Regions from separate parts of the Rattus norvegicus genome. Here regions 2, 3 and 4 are each linked to region 1. A link is a contact called in public Hi-C data. All regions are on one chromosome and are shown on one strand. The core of a region is the stretch at or near the end of the contact, and the rest is flanking DNA. Distances in the headings are between cores, read along the strand shown. Region 1 has its middle 320 kb from the start of Spry1. Region 2 has its middle 340 kb from the start of Rpl23al3. Region 3 has its middle 130 kb from the start of Spry1. Region 4 has its middle 160 kb from the start of Spry1.

Region 1 (3,188 bases), core at 194-2,693:
TTTTCAGACCATAGCTGACTACCGTCAAAACCTCAGGAAGTGGAGTCATAGGTAAAGGAAGACTATTATAGATCCCAAGTTTGCATTCGGAACAAATGCTCTTGTAAACCTCCCGTTTCCTAGAGTACGAACACCCTCGGTAGTACATCCTTGAAAGTAAAAGGAGGCTTTCAGTTACTGAATATGTATATATGTTCCCGTGGCCTTTAAACAGAGACTTACAGTCACTTCTATGGTTCATGGTCAGAGGAACGGTTGTCCTGCACTTGTATTTTCACCTGTTAGACCGTTATGCCGAGCAAGGCTTGCATTTTCAAATGGTATTTTCACGGGATCTTGGTAAAGAAAGCCCCATGGCTGCACAAAGCGACACAGAAACTCCCTGAGCCACCCTTGACCTTGCCAGACAGCCTCTGCCCATACCCTCAGCAGTGAGCAGGCCACAGGATACCTTCCGTCCCAAGATGAAGAAGCCAGAGACCAGTAGGGAGGCTTTCCCAGCCATCCATGGTCCTCAGTGGAGACTGAATGTCTGGCTTCAGGAACTGCATGCTTCACTTCCCCAGGGGCATCCCGTGCCCGGCTCCAAAGGAACTGGGTATTTCAGAGCACTGTCTGATTAGGAACAGTCAACCATGAAGACCCCTCGAGAGAGGGACTGCCCAGTGAGTCCTGATAATGTGAAGATCACCCCACATGCCATCTCGGTGCCTAGCAGGGCAACCAACATTCAGCAGCTTCTGGAAACGCAGAAAGCATTCAGCAATAAGCCTACTGGGCTGGCAACTAGAGTCCTGAACCGTAATGTTAACCATGTAAGATCAATGAAAACTTTTCTCTATGTTTTTGTGTGCATAGAAAAGTATGTGTCTGTCTTACGGTCTTTCCCCCAGATTCTATTTCTTATAAAAAGGTGGGAATACTTTTGTCTCTTCCTGCATCATCTTCCCAACCACTCTAAAGAGTAAGACACCACAATGAACTAAATACCTATCTCAGGGAATAACGGAAAATACGCTGGCCAGGGTTCATGCTTCAACCTACTTTATTTTATTTTGTTTGTTTTTATCTTTATTTGTCTGCATAAATCAATGGCCTCCCTTCAACCCTTCCCCACAGGAGCAGGAAGGACATGCTGTGTGTTGGCTGCTATGTAGATGAACACATGAAACCAGAGAGAATACAAGGAGGGGGATGAACTCCGTGAGCTCCCAGCTCATATCTGATCAAACCCTTCACCTCACTGTTTCCTTCCTTGCCCTGAATATTTATTTTAACTCCGAGGCTCAGTCTTCGACCTTTGATGCCAGAAATATTCTCACACATTCCGAGAAGGTGCTTTTATCCAGTTCCAAAAATGTCAGGGTAAGGGTCAAACCTGGGTCCTGGCTTGTCCCAGGCAAAGGTCCACCTAACATTTGGCATGTCTGCCTGCTGTGCAGGCGGCTGACAAGGTTCTGTTGACAGTCCAGTTTTCACTTCCTGCCCTCTCCCCCTCCTCTAAGTTTACATTGCAGAACAGACAATAAACTGCTTCTAGTCTCTTCCCAGCCCCGCCCCTCCCTCAAAAGCTGAACTGAAGACAGAAAGCACCCCCACACCCTGCTTCTCCAGCTTGACCCTACCTGTGTTTGGCCTTCGCCCCTGGACCAAATCAGCATTCCAGGGCAATGAGAGAATGGCATGTTCACCACCCAACAGGAAACGGAGCAGGCCAGGCGTTGACATCACCTGGCAGATGTGCTTTTCAAGTGCGAGGCTTTAGTCAAACCTTTTCATGGAAATCATTGACACAGAAAAGGAATAAAGAAGAAAAACAAGAGGGAGAGACAAAGTTGGTGCCGTGATGGGCATGTTTTGCACCCCATTAAAAGAAAGGAATTAAAATGAGTCAAGCTCACCTCCCTTCCTCTCCACCCCCAACCCCTCCTCACTCATCCTTTAAGCCTGGAAGTCAATGTTTCTGAAACACTGTAGCTACTGGCAGGGCAGCCGCACATAAAGCTGTCAGTCTGCAAGGAAAGTAGACGGCTGAGTTGAGAGGAAAGGGGCTAAATCAATTTGAGCATGCATGTTAAGGACAGTGAAAGGGCAGCGAGGAGAGCTACAAGGCCAGAGAACATTTGTCTCTGTCTCCTTGTGTTTCCACCACACAGAGCAGAATCCACCCACTAAGGCTCCAGCCAGGCTCTGAGCTGATTGATGGCAGCTGGAGATGTCTGCTTGCTTCCTCAGCCTAAGATACACTGTACCCCAAACGGAGGCCCCCTGGGCCCACACTCAGTATACCTACACTCCTGGGCAGGAAGCCTCTCTCAGCCTGCTCAGGGACAGGACTTAAAGTTCCAGCAAGGCTGAGGAAGTTCTGCTCACCATGGGGGCCAGTCAGGTAGACTATTCTTCTTATACAATGAAACCATATTAAACCTCATACTGAGAAGGAAAAAAAACCATAAAATTCTACAAGACATTTTCAAATAACTCACTCACCGAAGGGCCTGGGTCTTAAGTTTTTCTCAGGCATTGGATTCACTTTGCACCAAAATGCCAGGATGTAATCACAGAGCCCAGGGCTGAAGGAGTCAGCTTGACTCCCACTCCCCAAGTCAGTGTGTGGGAGAGACTCTTCCAGATGCACTTGACCATGGGACTTGCTCCATGCCACGAGCAGTAAGCAGGTTTTGTGGACTGTCCTGCTATGTTCACTACGTGGTCAAATTCATTTGAGTTTATGGTAACACAATAATCATAGGATAAAGACTAATGTATATTCCTTACCACGATGTAAATATGAGTGTGGGTACACACATGAGTGAGCTAGTCACCCACACATGGCAGGAGCCAGCAGGACAGAGAAGGCACAGAACTGGAAGAGAATCTCTCCACTCCTGTTTCCTTACATAACTACAGAAAAGGCTCCTGACTGATCTGAATCCCCAAGCTTCCATAGTCAGAATAATATTAGTGAGAACTACTACAGATGAGATGAATTGCTCAGTGTTCACTCGGGGATGGGAACCTGTAACTTATCTCACATTAGAGATACACCCTGGGCTGGAGAGATGGCTCAGCCGTTAAAGGCTAGGCTCACAACCAAAAATATAAGAGATACACCCTAATGTGATTTCACACATGCTGTGATGTGTGATATACATCACAGGTTCACATGTGTGCCTGTACATTAGAGG
Region 2 (3,188 bases), core at 377-2,876, 220 kb before region 1:
TAGACACCAAGGCAACCTCTCAGAGAGAACCAAGAGCAAGGGAGAGCTTTGCATAAACAGGCATCTCTGTCCAGGAAGAAAGAAGTCAAGGGTGTATTTTCCGGAAAGGATGGACAGCCACTCATCATTAGGCTCTCTGTGGGGTTTTGTTCCATCATCTTATTAAAACCATTTGAAGAAATATTAATTTGAATCTTGAGTTGATCAAATGCTTTACAAAATATTACTTTCACTTACATTATTTTTGTTCTTCTTGCTTCCATCTTGTATTCTTTGTTGTTTCAAACCTTTGAACCCTGTCTACTTTTTTTTACAGTACCCAAAGGCTGTATGCCTTTAGAATTTCAGAAGCTAACAGACTTTAAGACTTTGACTTAGAGTGTTGGACCCTTCCGAAACTTTATGTCAACAATATGGAAAATGTTGAACATTCTCACAGCTCATAGACTATACCACAGTCTCTCAACCACCATTAGAGGAGAGTACACACCATACAGATGCTCAGCCACACTGATGTCCACTCTACCATTCTAGAGGCAGACTTTCCAGAGAGACATGAGTCCTACCATCAGAAGCACCTGACCACTTGCCACACTTCGAGGTTGTCTGTCCAAGTAGAGGTATCCCAGCTGGAACTCTCATAGCCTCTTGGGAGTGTGAGGACTCTCTTTCCCCATGGCTACGGAATTGCTGCCTTATGTCCTATTTAGCAGCATAGTGACCATAGTTGTGTTATGTGGGAGTATTGGACATGGTTGAAAAATGCTCATTTCACCTTGGCCATTGCTGTGGCCTGAATGTGCACTGGCCATAGGCTTTGTGTTTTAACACTTGCTCTCCAGCTAATGGTGATATTGTGGGAGGTTGTGGGACCCTTAAGAGAGAGAGCTTCATTGCAGGTAGCAAGGTACTGGAGGGGAGTCTGATAGCCTAGCCTCACTTCTGTGTAATCTGGCTGTGGATGCAATGTAACTAGTTTCTTTCAGTTCCTGTCCCCATGCCTTCCCTTGGAGCCAAGGTAAACCCTTCTTTCCTTAAGGTTTTGTTCTGTGTGTAGCCATTTTGTCTGGGGTCCAAGTAAACCCAAGACCATATAAAACTTCATTAATGATCCTAAATACAGCATCAGCAACAACAGTGTAACGAAATTAAACATAAGCTAGACTCTGCTAATTATTTACCTGTCCCATCTAAAGACATCAGGCTCAGCAGCAGGTCTCTACCCATTGAGAAATCCAGGCAGCTCATATTTTTCAAATTTTATGAATGGAGAAATTGAGCCTTAAAGATAACAGTGTCTTGTATAAAGTTTCATGCTAGTTAGATAAGCTGAAATTTGACCTCAAGTTTCCCACCTCTCCCAGCTCTTAACCTCTTCTTCTTCTTTTCTCCCCCTTTTGTTTTTCTTTCTTTCTTACCCTCACCCATCTTGGGAAGCCAGCCCAGCCAAACAGTCCCTGTGACAATGTAGAGAGGTCAGAGTGTGAAGTATGTTTTTTCTATGTCCCATTTCTCTCAAGCCACTGTTTGCAAATTATTGCACAAGATACCCTAATATTCCCCTGTTGCAGCAGAGGCAAAGTCTAGCTAGATCCAGTTCCTATAATAACAGCCAAGGACCAGAAAGTGAGGGCACTAGAGATTAAGTGGTTGGGGGACTGTGTTCTTTGGCAGGGTGCTGTAGAGTGTGCAAGCTGAGCAGACATGAGCGTTCTAAACAAACATGACCTCTTGTTGCAATAGAGGAGGAAATGGGTGCAGCCATGTTCCCTTCAGCGTGTGGCCTTAGAAAAGAAACCTTTGTAGAGGGCATGCTTTTCTGAGGAGCAGCACTGATGACAGAAGCTGCCTCAGTCATTATATACCTGTGGTTGTCTTTAAATAATAGGGATGTTTCATAAGTAATATTTATATTGTATATATTTCCCTATATATACATGAAGTCAGTTGAAGTACTCTGAGGATATGCTCTCCATCTTAGCTGGGTTAGGATGTGAAGGTTGAATTGTTCCAGTATCCTTCATAAGAGACCTCTGTAGGCTAGAAACGACCAAGATGAAAATGACAACTTTCATGCTGAAAGTTCATAGAGAAAACATGAACAGAGGCTGGACGGATGACTCAGTGGTTAGGAACACTTGTTGCTATGGCAGAGGACCTGGATTCCCTTTCAGATGGCTTACAACCACCTGTAGCTCAAGCTCCAGGGGATCCAACACTCTCTGTTAGCCTCCTATGGCATCCATGCTTGTACACGTACACACACACACACACACACACACACACACACACACACACACGGGATTTGATGCACACTCCCACAAACTCTGTGCTTGCTGCTTCAATCTCTATGAGCTCATATGCTGAATCATAGTTGATTCAGTGGACCATGCTCTCCTGGTGTCCACTCTCTCCCCTGACTTACACAGTCTTTCCTTTCCCTCTTCCATGGTATTTCCCCAAACCCCGAGGGGAAGAACCCAATGGAGACCTCCAATTTAGACTCTCTTTGCATACAGTTTTGCTGGGGATCTCTGCACCCACTCTCCTATGAGAGAGAGAAAGCCTCTTTGAAGGAGGCACTGATCTATGAGTATAGCAAAATATCATCACAAATCATTTCATTGATTTTTCTTTTTAAGACCAGTGTGCTTGATTCAACCTTAGGCCTCTAGGCTACCCAGTCTCTGGTTCCTGACCTTCCAATCAGTGTAGGGTATGGGCTCACTCTTATGGGGTGGGCCTCAAGTTAAATCAGATTAGTTGGCCACTCCCACAAATTCTGCAACACTAGATTGCCCCATCATCTCTTGCGGGCAGGACAGGTTGTAGGTCAAAGATTTGATGACTGGGTTAGTGTCTAGATTTCTCTTTTGGTAGCCTGCAGAGTTCCTTCTCACGCTGAAGAGACTAGAAAGTAGGGGTAAAGGCTTCATGCAGTCACCAGCTTGATCTCTCCACTTTCCATGAACTGTGCAGATGTTGTGCTCAGCAATAGGGTCCCTCTGTCATTTTTCAGAGGATGACCAGCATCAGCCTGGGTTGTTTTGGGTCTCTATGGGACCTCCTCAACCAACAAGTCAACCAAATACAACCCAGACCCACCACTGCGAGACTTCCCTGGCTACAAGAGATGGCCAAGTCAGACTCCATTGTCTCCCCCATTACTAAGAGTCCTCTCTAGGATC
Region 3 (3,188 bases), core at 495-2,994, 190 kb after region 1:
GCCCTGGAGAGCCTTCTCAAAGCAAGCCCCCTACAGTGAAGAAGCAAGGGGTTTCCATACAAGGTGTTTCCACATCTCATATCCAATTGGAAATACTCTTCCATACTCTCAGATCATCTCACCTGTCATGTGTCCCCATAATGCCAACCAGGACCACCTCCGAGTGAGGAATCTACTCTGACAATAACCACACTCCCTCATTCCCGCAGTTTATCAGCTAAGTCCCAGAATGCTACATCTCTGTCTCATCACTGACCCCCAGCAGCCAGAGGCCATTGGGACTTTTCAGAGGTCACCAGTGGCCCTTTAGAACACGAACTGGTGCCTGCTCAGACTGCCCTTGTCCCCTCCACAACAGCTTCAGTGGCAGCAGGTCCCAACTGCCCCAATGGCCCCCCAGCTCCCACACTACTGGACTCAGGGGAATGCAAGAACTGTATCCTGGGTCACTATGCAAATAGGAAGAAACAGCACCTCTGTTCCCTGGAGGAAATGCAGGTTTGTGAAAATTATTGACTGAACAAGATAAAATAGTCTGTGGGTCACAGAAAACCTTTCCCTGGTGACAGGCACCGGTAACGTTCTTGGTCACGTTAAGATTTGAATGACTTTTGAGCAGAACAGGAAACGGAGGGATTTCTTACCTTAACTGCCATAAATGTGTGGCACCTCAGAGTAGAAAGAAGAGATTGCCCGGATCCTTTTTACAACTTTTCTTTTATGTGCATGGTGTTTTCCCTGCATCTATGTGCAGCTGAGGCATGGCCCAGTTCCCTCAGAGGTCAGAAGAGGGCACTGGATCTTCTGGAACTGGAGTTACAGGCAGTTGTAAGCCACCATGTTGGTACTGGGAACAGAGCCTGGTCCTCTGCAAGAGGTTCTCTTGAGGGCTGAGCCATCTCTCCATCCTGCTTTATTTGGATTCTGGAGCAGCAGCAAGTCTTACCGTCCAAAGTTAATTGTTTAAACTTCCATTTCCTCTTATCAGTGTGTGTAAGACTGGGAGGGAGGAGGAGGACGGAGAACATGCAGAAAACAGATGTGAAAATAAATATTTATCAACAAAAGCTTGGCAAACCTTGATCAGAATTTCTCCCTTGCACTGTGTTTTCCTGATTTCCCCGAACCCCAAGATATTTATAGCTAGAGAAGACAAACCTTTTTGTTTATAACTCCTTCACCAAGCCAGGGCAGCATATGTGGGGAATTCCAACGCTCCCCCCCCCATAACACAACATTAAGAAATGTTTTTGGCACAAGAAATTTCTGCCAGAGAAGGGAGGAGGTTGATTGTGTGGCCACCTGCCTGTGTTCCTCCCATGGGACACAGAGGAATCACCCCAGGAGTCTCCTCCTGAGGGTGGGGGATACTGAAGCTAAGGGCAGACAAGCTTCTCTTCCAGACAAAGAGGAGAGACTCGGAGCTGAGACGATGAGGACTACACCTTGGCCAGACTACTTAGTTCTGTGGGTCTCTTGCTTTCTATTTAGACTGTATCCTCCTGTCAGGACTCCAAAGGTGGATTTGAGGGAGTTGTGTCTCTGGATCTTTGTCTTTCTTCCCTGTGTAGTTATGTTAAATAAATCTCCTTTTTTCTGGTTTTCATTATTAATTTGGCTTTTCCAGCGATGTATTGAGGACAGGTTGCCAAACTTGGTTCACTGGGGCACAAGCTGTGACCCTAGGTCCTGAAACAGTTTGTCCTGTCCTTGGACTTCCAGGCAGAATAAACAGCACCTGTATCAAAGGCGGCCACACACTGGCGCAGGCCCAACAGAAGCGGGAGACACAGTCTGTTTATCAGACAGTACATTGTCTTAACCAGGACGTGGTCGCCTTTGTAACAAGAGTATGCAAATGAGTTTCCCAGAGCTCCAACACCGCCTCCAACTCAGGCCTTCCGGAGACACAGGCTAATGGAGGCTGTCCTGAGAACAGAAGACTGAAGGACTGGAAGAGGAAATATCCAGAATTAACCAGATTAGTCCTGCAGATACTACATCTCCAAACCACACACACACACCCCAAAGAAAACCATTTTAAAATTAGAGAGCATCTTTTTATTATTCGGTTAAAAATAAAATCTGATTCCAGTTTGTATATTCCCAACAAAGGGGAGGAAAAAGAGACTTTAAAATGACCCCTTTTCTGTCCAGAGAATTGCAACAAGGGTTTCATCAAGCCACTGTCAAGAGTGCCTTCTCAAGCTGTTTGTCTCCTCCATAAAAAGGTGCTCTGATGGTACCCATAGCGCTGGATGCTGGGAGAATTCTGTGAGATAGATAACAACTTTAGTATAGTGACCAGAACACATCCTGGACTCTAGCCAGATGATTTTACATTATGGACATATTATCATAATAGAAGCACAAAAGATGCAAACAGGAGATAGAAACTGGACTGGCAGGAGGGGCAGGGACCCCAAAGCAGCAGTTCCCACTCTGTCTTTGTTTCTCTGGCCAGAATGGCAGAGGAAGGTCTGATTTCCTTCCTCCTCCTCCTCCTCCCCCTCCTCCCCTCCCTCCTTCTCTTCCTCGTCCCTTCTCCTCTTTCTCCTTTTCCTCCCTCTCCTTCTCCTACTCCTCCACCTCCCCCTCTCCCTCCCCCTCCACCTCCCTCCTCCCCTTCCTCCCCCTCTCCCTCCCCCTCCTCCTCCCTCCTCCCCTTCTTCTCCCTCTTCCTCCCCCTCCTCCTCTTCCACCTTCAGGCAGTACCTTGGCTGGAGAACAGAACTTCTGCCAGACACTGAGAACTTCTGGTGGATAGACTAAGAACTGATCTCTAGGCTTTCGTGGTAAAAATGGATTATTCCCCAATTTCACCTCATCTCCTGAATGATTGCAGGGTCACCTCCTCAGGGGGTAAACAACACAACAGCAGTGGCTGGATGTTACAGGGAGACCAGATTCTATTCTTCAAGAAGATGAAATATCTGTTGTGGGTGAGGAATCAGCATTCTGGGTGGGTTAACCAGTGACCTGGCTAAGGGACCCCTAGGAAGGTGGGCTCACCTTAAACCATGCTAGATGAGTGGAATAATCAGCCCTTTAATGAGATGATATGCTTTTTCTTCCCAGAATTCCCTAGTGCAGTCCTTACAAGTCTCCATGGGTCTGCCCACCTTTCTGGCTGTTGGTATTCTGTCTAAGCTCCACCCCCAGAGCTACCTGGGACAGCCAGGTATGCT
Region 4 (3,188 bases), core at 349-2,848, 160 kb after region 1:
GCACAGGGAGTGCCTGCCCTTTTGAACACAATTTACAGGAAAATCACGACTGCAGAAAAACCCCTGGAATTAAGGCAGCCGGAAAAGAAAAAAGAGCACGCACTGTCTTTATATTTCAAGTGGGGCTTCCGGGAGTTGGGGTTCTATGACACTGGGGACATTATTAATAAGCAGACATCTGGATTGACTTGAACTTAAATTTAAGTGCCCTCCTGGCTCAATCAATCATAATTAGGGTACATTTTCCTACAACCGCACTGTCCCTGTGTCCTTAGCTTGCCTTCATTACTTCTGCCACTATTAACTCATCCTGCTGTCTACAAAAACAGATCTTACTACAAAGATGCTTAATAAGCAACAATATATGGAACTGGTCCTGATTTCAGCCCTTCTACTTATAGAAATGGGCCCTCGGCGTGTTCTTGTTCTCCTAACTGGACTCACATCCTCACCCCACTTGGTTCTAGCTTTGGGAGGTTTGCTGAATTGCTGTGTTGTTCTGCGCTGTTCTGTTTGTGTGTGGTGTTTGGGCGGAGGGAGGTGGTTGATACAGGGTCTCACTTTGTAGCTCTGGTTGGCCTGAAACTTGCTATGTAGACCAGGCTGGCCTCAAACTCTTAAACATCTGTGGGTGAGGTAGGGTTTCTCTCCTCCATCCAATGCTTTAAGCATAGCACCCCAAGATAACTGAGATTTACCAACACAACTTGAGTTGAGTTATGATTAAAACTTGAGCCATTGTGTTGCTCTCTATTGACTCCAATTTTTTCAGTATGGAATTTGCCAAGGTTTGCCCGGTTTTTCAATGGTATTTAGGAGAAACACATAAAATCTGGTGGCGTAAGCCAGACTCAGCCACGGCTATGGCCAAGTCTAACTTGGATTCTCAAATGTACTCAGGAAAGCAAGGATAAATATAAAAGCGAAGGCCAGCCAAACGCATCTGCACAGAGAAACGCAGTCAGCCACACGAAGCCACCAAGAGTGGGCAACAGAGACAGCAGCCCGTAAATACCGTGCCAACACCATGTGTACCTCAGTAATTCTCACCCCACCTCCGAGGGGAGAGCTGGTCCAGAGCCCTGGGCTGTCGTGGCTGAGCCAAAGGGGTGTGAGCCAAGGGGTTGCTGCACAGAGTCCCCGCCCACGAACAGGAGTTAATCATTCCCAGGCCCCTGTGCCCGAAGTAAGATGCTTGTCACTTCCCGTGGCTTACGTGAATAATTAAAAAAAGAAAGAAAAAAACAAACAGGACAGATAACTATACTAAGGTAAAAGATAATCCCGAGGCATAACTATTCTCTAGGAAGCTGAGCACCACAGTCAGAAAAAAAAAAAAAAAAGAAAAAGAAAAAGAAGGAAAGAAAAAATGAAAAAAAGAAAACGCTGTGATTCCAGGGACGCCACTGACATTTATTTCTAAGAGATTAGGCTGTGACGGGGCTTCAAGTCATGTAGAACTGTTCCCATTCCCCAGGGCCTCCACTATATTTATACGCAGGATCCCATATTATTTTTCCTGGTGTTATGGTAACAAGAACTTTAGTGTTTACAGAACTATCAAGTTCTGACAGGCTGAGCTGGGGACTTTGCACCCCTGGCTTGCATTAAAACGGAGTAAGGGACTAGGGAGCTCAGCGGTCTCAGCCAGTGCGTGAGTCAGGAAGAGGAGGGAAGCCAGCAAACGCAGTAAGCGACAAGGCCTCTTTGCCAGAGGAATTCACCCGCAGCATCCTTTAGGTTAAGAGATTCATCAAATATACAGAGCCTAGCAAGTTATAGTGAACCCAAAAGAATATAACCAAATTACAATCACAACTTCATAGTCCATGTGGAGTGTGAGTGTGTGTGCGTGTGTACGTACGTGGGACTCAGAGGTCAACCTCATATGTCCTTCATCAAGTACAATCCACCATCTTTATTGAAGCAGGTCGTTCTCACTGGGGCCTGGGCTCTCACTGGGGCCTCAGCTCAGGTTCGGCTAGCTGATCACAGTGCCCTGGAAATCCCTCTGTGCCGAACTCTCTGGTACTGTGGTTCCAGGGAGGACGAGTCACCACGCATGGATTTTTAAAGGGGGGTTTGGGGATCATCCGGTGCTCAGTCGGAAAACACTCCACTGACTGAGCTATCCCCAGACCTCCATGTGCATTTTAAAACTGTGCTGGATATGGTATATTAGCGTGCGTTGTAATGCTTCTTGCTTCTCTGGTGGCAGAGAAGGAAATTAAAATGCTGGGAAGAAAGGGCCAGAGGAACCCTCCCTATGCCTCCCTATCAGTATGTTCCACACCTCCAGAACCTGGGCGAGGACTCCGCTGTTCGCTGTATCCTCGGCCTCTCCAATTAATGTGAAGCTGGGAGTGGAAATGCCCCAGAAACACCTCGCAGACATGATTATTCTGAGAGCTTGCCACTTAGTCTGTGAAAATAGCTACATGTAAGCAGATCCTTCAGGCCAAGGCTCTTCTACCGGGAGGCTGGGTTCCACATCCCAAACACTGCTTTAGGGAAGTCTGAGATCCAGCTGGAGCAGGAAGTAAAAACCACAGGCTCAGCCTCTGGTGCCGTGAACTACCACATTTCAGTTCCAGATCGGGCCTAAGAAAACACCAACTAAGAACGAAACACAGCAGGGAGCTCACGTTGTCCTTCCTTCCTCTTTCCTTCTTTTCTTCTAAGCTTTCCGACTTCCTACTCTTTTCTTCCCTTCTCTCTCTTCCTTCCTCACTCCTCCTCTCTCTCTCCCTCTTCCTTCCTTTCATCCCTGTTTTTCTCCCTCCCTCCTGCCTCCCTCTTTCCTCCCATTCTCCTTCCTTCTGTCCCTTCCTTCTTCTGCCTTCCCTTTCTAACTTCCTTCCCTCATCTTTGGTTCTTCTCTCTTCTTTCTTCCTACTCGTGCTCACAAAGGCAAAGTCACATATTCCTTAATAGAAGGTCACGTAGAACTTTACAACGGCATCTTTTCTCTGTTTAATTTGAGCACCTTTAAGAGGTATGCGTGCCGTCCTGGGCTTGATGTGAACATTCCAGCAACAAAGACTCATGAAACAGGATACGTGCAGGACAAGGAACGAGATCTGCTTGCAATTCTTAGAGTGACAGGATCATGGCTAAGGATGACAGGGGAGGGTCTCAGGGCAACAGGGGCAGGTGTCAGGGTGACAGGGGCAGGTCTCAGGGTGACA

Evidence for each region. A called contact is a pair of places that touch in the nucleus more often than the background predicts.
Region 2: a contact with region 1 is called in a Hi-C map of liver, with 4 times the contacts expected there. The contact joins two enhancer-like sites. A contact is called at or near these places in 2 of 12 Hi-C or Micro-C datasets (both in liver).
Region 3: a contact with region 1 is called in a Hi-C map of liver, with 2.5 times the contacts expected there. The contact joins two enhancer-like sites. A contact is called at or near these places in 2 of 12 Hi-C or Micro-C datasets (both in liver).
Region 4: a Hi-C map of liver shows a contact between it and region 1, with 3 times the contacts expected there. The contact joins two enhancer-like sites. A contact is called at or near these places in 2 of 12 Hi-C or Micro-C datasets (both in liver).

Annotation. Positions count from the first base shown.
Region 1 is chr2:122,802,971-122,806,158 of GRCr8, reverse strand. No RefSeq gene overlaps it. Among named protein-coding and RNA genes, the nearest start is that of Spry1, 320 kb to the right of the region's middle. Within about 2 kb of position 1,443, at least 10 of the 93 cell types and tissues checked have an H3K27ac peak or open chromatin away from gene starts, as enhancers often do. A contact at or near this core is called in liver, where this site is marked.
Region 2 is chr2:123,020,464-123,023,651 of GRCr8, reverse strand. No RefSeq gene overlaps it. Among named protein-coding and RNA genes, the nearest start is that of Rpl23al3, 340 kb to the left of the region's middle. Within about 2 kb of position 1,626, at least 3 of the 93 cell types and tissues checked have an H3K27ac peak or open chromatin away from gene starts, as enhancers often do. A contact at or near this core is called in liver, where this site is marked.
Region 3 is chr2:122,615,532-122,618,719 of GRCr8, reverse strand. No RefSeq gene overlaps it. Among named protein-coding and RNA genes, the nearest start is that of Spry1, 130 kb to the right of the region's middle. Within about 2 kb of position 1,744, at least 14 of the 93 cell types and tissues checked have an H3K27ac peak or open chromatin away from gene starts, as enhancers often do. A contact at or near this core is called in liver, where this site is marked.
Region 4 is chr2:122,644,886-122,648,073 of GRCr8, reverse strand. No RefSeq gene overlaps it. Among named protein-coding and RNA genes, the nearest start is that of Spry1, 160 kb to the right of the region's middle. Within about 2 kb of position 1,598, at least 8 of the 93 cell types and tissues checked have an H3K27ac peak or open chromatin away from gene starts, as enhancers often do. A contact at or near this core is called in liver, where this site is marked.